2 separate regions of the Zea mays genome follow, and region 1 is linked to region 2. Evidence: chromatin contacts called from public Hi-C data. All regions are on one chromosome and are shown on one strand. The core of a region is the stretch at or near the end of the contact, and the rest is flanking DNA. Distances in the headings are between cores, read along the strand shown.

Region 1 (2,700 bases), core at 166-2,665, 450 kb before region 2:
TACTGGACCTTGCTTGCCTGCGGAAACTGATATCAGGTGGATGGATACGAGCAGACTGGCTGCATGTCCTTTTGGCCAACTGTACAGAATAGGTGAAAGCAAATTTGCTGGTGCTCATTTGGAGGACCTGATTTGTTAGGAATAATATTCTAAAAGCTAATGGCAAGTTATACATACATGGTTTCAGTTATTTTTATCTAAGCAGATATGTGGACTCTTTCTACTTTTTCTGACAGGAAGCAGCAACAGATCGAGTATATAGTAAAGAGAACAAATATCTGCCTTTTTTTATTTACGAGCAAAACAGTCAGCATTTCAAATGATTTAAATTAATTAGTTGCGTATAGTCGTAGAGTATTCGGAGGTGACGGTAATTAAGCCATGTATGTATATATGCATAGTATATGATAAACTGGCCACTGATGATGGCGCATGTTCCGCACAGTATAATATAATGCAAGCGAGCCCCCCCCCCCCCCCCCCCCCCCCCCCCCCCCCCCCCCCCCCCCCCCCCCCCCCCCCCCGGTCGTCTGGTTGGTGTACACGCATGCATGCATTGACGACTGCAGGGCATCGGTGGAGGCCGACGGCGACAGGACGGATGGATGTGCCGGCGGGCGGGCGCTTGCCGCTGGGGCCTGGCGGCGGCCAACTAACCGAGCAGACGGCGTGGGAAGAGGCCCTACCCACACGGCCACACGTATACCCGGGCCGCTGCGGCACGAGCCAGCTGCCATCGTTGCGCTCAGCCCGGCCGCCGCCTCGCGTGGCATGTGCGGAGATTCTCGATCGCGGCATGCGAGATGCGGAGAGGCGCGAGCCAAGTTAAGGAGCTGAAAGCAACCCTCTGCACAGCATCACATGCATGGATGGTGGTCACGGCCTCACGGGCCCTGGGAGGGAGGCTGGGCCCCTGCTGTTGGTGCATTATTTTTCTTCGATCTCTAATGGGACCAAAAGCCATCAGGCCCATCACCTTGGTAGCGTTTACAAAATACATGTTTCTGCTTCTAACACGGCTACGTGTCTGCGTGTCGGCAGATACGATACGAGTATACAGGAGTATGAGACCACTATAGTTTAGTTTATTTTTATGTATATATAAAATTACAAAGCGTGCCTTACGTTTTGCATGTTGCCAATCGAACCGACGGCAGCATGTCGGAGTGATTTGCGCGCGTTATCCCTGCCCCCGGCCGGCGTAATAAGCTGACACTGACTGACGAACGACGACGGAGTAGGCTGACAAACCAGCATGCATGGTTCACACGCACATGCATGACCTGTCGTCTCGTACCGACCGAGTGTCGGCGCGCATTTATTTGTTTGTTTTTCCATCGACTCCACATGCATGGAAGCAACCATCAGATTATCACGCGATCTATCCGGAGTCCGGACCATATGCCCCCCCACACCTCGCGCAGGAACGTGGCCGTGGACCACCGGTCGCCGGGCGGTTACAACCGTCGGTTTAATTTCGCGGGCTCTCCCGTGTCTGGATGGGTGGCCGCCTCCGCCATTTACCGGCGCGCCATGTGATGGCGGGAAACAGATAGATCTTGCTCGCATCGACATATACGTATCACCGACCTCTCTTTACCAAGTGTTAGTGTTTGCCAAATATTTTTGAGGCTTCCGCAAGTGCTTGCGACACTCAGCAAAACAATCGGTTTCGATAGTATTTAGTGATATGATTTTAAGTTAATTAGTGTCGCGTGTAAAACCTGTGACAGATTTTATGTCTTTAATTGAATCTGATCAGCAACACGTAAATCACTAACACGACCACTTTAGTCACTAACACTAACACAATCAGTTTAGTGACATGTTTTATAAATATGTGTCACTAACAAAATACCTAGGCAAAAAAACTATTCTCTACTCAGCAGCCCCATGCGGCTGCTCCCACTCACTTTAGTGACCCTCGCTCACTTGGTGTTGGGGGACATTTGAATGAAATTTAGTTCAAGTTTAGTAGTCGGCTACATTGGGTGAGAATGAGGAGAAGAAAGAATGTTCACTACTAAAAAATCACCCTCTTGCAATGGATAAAAATCATTGCGATAGACCATAAATCATTGAAATAGGTACCAATTGCGATACAACAACCTCTGTTGCCTGGTTGCTATTGCCGAAAAATGAGTGGCAATAGGATATGACAACAATTTTATGTTTCGTTGCAATTACTATGTCCGTTGCAACGTATTCAAGTGTTGCGGCCGTTCATTGTTACAAATGCACTATTCTGTTGCAAGAAGTTATATTGCGACATTTAAGATAGTTGACAAAAAAACTCTATTGCCACAACAGATTTCATGGTAATAAGTGTTAATGCCACGTTTGACTATGTTGTAAATGTCTTTGTTAACACAAGATACTTTATGGCAACAAACACTAGTGCCACACACGTGACTCGTGGCAACAAGATGTATCGCATGCAAATGATTTTGTTGCATTTGATCATTTTGCAACATATGTGCCTCATGGCCGTGTTCAAAATAGATAGTAAAGCTACATTCACTAGTACACAGAAGCTCTATAGTGGCGGTCCTAGAGCTATTTGCACTGGCGTTTTCCAGTGCCGCCAGTGCTAGGGGCCAGTAGAAATCGGCCTTTTTTACAGGCGGTTTGTTTGCCAACCGCCAGTGTAAATAACATTATCACTGGCGGTTATCTTTAGCAGCCCGCCAGTGTGAATAT
Region 2 (2,700 bases), core at 182-2,681:
ATTGGTAGCTGAATCGAGTGAGACCTCATGGTTGACAATTCTAGATGCATAAAACGTTAGCTGAATCGAGTGCGCATTTAGAGCTCATGGTTGACAATTCTGGCCACTTATAAGACGATGGCTGAATTTGGTGTGAAGTTTGATGTCATGCTTTATTAGACTATTAGATTGATACTTCTGAATTCGATTTCTATTTTGAATTTGACCTTTGTTCCTATGTGGGCCTCACCAAACGTTATGTTTCTTGTACAGTTGTCCAATATGAAGCGCGCTGAAGAGTGAAGACAAGGGAAAACACTGAAGATGGTTGATCTATTACTCGCCACATTACCTATGTAAACAGTCTTCTGGGGGAAATGAAAATGTCAGACTTAACGTTTGTATGTCGTGTGCCTCCTTTGAACCTGAGCTGTATAATTTGTAACGCTTGAACTGGGGACTGATTTGAGAACTGAGACACTGCAGCAATATGTTGATGGGTCCTAAGTGGCGAATCTAATGCATGCGTGTTATGCCAGCGTTATTTTTGGTTACTTGTTTGCCTCCAACGGTCCAAAAATGATGGGTGTTGAGCAGAGGTATATCTATTTATACGGCTGGAGGGTTGCTTGCGTCCATAGTTACGCCGTCGTTCATCCATTCATTCAGAAGTGATGAAAACTGTGACGGACTGACGGGGTGTGATTCGGTTGTATGCTTGTATTGCTAGATTACTTTTTTTTTGCCTGTACATTGACAACACATTTGCCGTTCATAACCAGTCACGGCGAAACTTTGGGTTCGTTCGAAATCGCATTTTAATTGCCATACCTGTTGTTTTGATTTGAGAAATCATATTTTAATCGCAGGAGGCAAGCAGACCAAATCACCGCATGCAGGGCGCCCACAACAAGCTGTCGTCCACAACAAGCTGTCGCCCGTGTGTCACGGCTTTTAATTGAGCGATTCCCGCGCACCTCTCCCCTGCCATGGATGCAAGAGGATCTCAAACAGATTAGCTCATTCAATGCTAAAAAGTGCCCCCGCCCCCTGCATTTTAAATTATATTATTTGGTATACACTACATAACGAAGCATAATTATAAGACGTCTTGATTTGTATGCATTATTTTTGCATATCCAAATACATAAAATCTAGGCATACAGAAGAAAAAAAAGCAAAACGTCTTATAAATACGAAATAGATTGAGTACACAAAGAAACATAGTTGATATAACAGATTACTCATCGTGTCTCCTATTCTATCTCTAGTCTGCTATCTAAAAGTTCGAATTATATTGGTAATCTGTTAGGGAAGAAGAAGAAGGAAAAAGATATTATCAATAAATGAAGATCATCGGTAAACGAAGGCCATCAATTGTAAAAATTCTGTTGGTGAGTTGGAGATGGTTAATGCACCGGAAACTGAAAGCTTACGGCTACGTCCGACACCCCGGGCCCGTCACGCGTCAGACAAGCTGGAGTACCGCTGCCGCACAGACTGCAGCGCGTGCGCACTGGTACGCCCCCTTCTCCTCTTCTCCAGCGCACGCATATATACGGATACCGGCATGGTGACAAGCCCACAGAGTACGCAGGCAGGACGCGACGCAGCGCCGAAGCAACAAGGATGGCGCCCGAGATTCAGAGCCTGTGTCCGAGTACGACGGCCGCGCTCCTCCTGCTGGCCGCCTGCCTCGCCGCCGCGGTGGCAGCGCTCGACGCTGCGGACTACGCCAGGCCGCCGCTGCCTGCAGGCGGAGGCGGCCGGCGCGTCCTCTTCGCCAACGGGCTCGGGCTGACGCCGCAGATGGGGTGAGTGAGGAACGAAACCAGCACTCCGGATTCAGATGCATGCGCATGCGTGGCTTCCGCCGCTCCCCGGCTGTCTTGTCTGAGCCTTCCTTTCCGTGGGGTTTTCTTCTTCTCTTGTTGCGTTCTGTCGCCGCTTCGCAGGTGGAACAGCTGGAACCATTTCCAGTGCGACATCAACGAGGCGGTCGTCCGGAGCACCGGTCAGAGACCAGTACCCTCCAGCTCCTATCTGAAAAATCACCAGCGCCATTGTTGGTTTTTTTCTTTCTGATGATGATATGGCTATTGATTGATTCGCTGTCAACCTGCTTTGGGAACCCCCGCAGCTGATGCGCTCGTCGCCATCGGACTTGCAAAGGCTGGCTACACGTATGTCAACTTAGGTATCGCATCCTATCTCTATCTCTATTTCTCTATGGCTGCATCGGTTCAGTTGTCCAGTGTTACTGAAAGATGGCATCATTATTGGCTATTGCAGATGACTGCTGGGCGGATTCCGAGAGAACCAAAGAGGTAGTACGTACGAGTGCTGCTACGTGACCTTGTCGTCAGTTACTTTCAGTTAAATTCTTGCACTGCTGAAGCACGTGTTTGTTTAAGAGGAATGCTAATCGACTTGCTGACAGGGATACATGGTCGCTAACCCCAAGACATTCCCATCCGGAATCAAGGCCCTGGCAGATTACGTTCACAGCAAGGGGCTTAAGCTTGGCATCTACTCTTCCGCTGGGTACGTTCTCTCTCCCCCTCTCTTCTCCTTCAAACAAGTTCCGATTTTTTTGAAATCGCTCACAAGTGGGAATGAATTCACCCATAATACCAAAGTTTCCGCTACAAGGAATAGGATAAGTGTATCTGTTGAACTGAAACCGGACTTCTTTCCTTAAATTGCAGGACAAGAACTTGC

Evidence for each region. Hi-C and Micro-C count contacts between places; a contact is called where the count stands out from the background.
Region 1: a contact with region 2 is called in a Hi-C map of ear, with 1.9 times the contacts expected there. The contact joins the enhancer-like site here to the promoter of LOC100191564 in region 2. A contact is called at or near these places in 2 of 25 Hi-C or Micro-C datasets (ear and endosperm).

The regions. Positions count from the first base shown.
Region 1 is chr7:42,184,251-42,186,950 of Zm-B73-REFERENCE-NAM-5.0, reverse strand. No RefSeq gene overlaps it. Among protein-coding and RNA genes, the nearest start is that of LOC541909, 66 kb to the left of the region's middle. Within about 2 kb of position 1,415, at least 19 of the 20 cell types and tissues checked have an H3K27ac peak or open chromatin away from gene starts, as enhancers often do. A contact at or near this core is called in ear and endosperm, where this site is marked.
Region 2 is chr7:41,732,704-41,735,403 of Zm-B73-REFERENCE-NAM-5.0, reverse strand. It overlaps LOC100191564, which reads left to right and starts at 1,431. Exons shown (of 16, transcript NM_001316917.1): 1 at 1,431-1,498; 2 at 1,577-1,793; 3 at 1,935-1,993; 4 at 2,120-2,176; 5 at 2,272-2,306; 6 at 2,420-2,523; 7 at 2,688-2,700. The coding sequence starts at 1,609. LOC100285004 reads left to right here. Exons shown (of 3, transcript NM_001291580.2): 3 at 253-533. The coding sequence ends at 275. LOC103632284 (a long non-coding RNA gene) reads right to left here and starts at 1,928. Exons shown (of 2, transcript XR_555798.4): 1 at 1,416-1,928; 2 at 314-963.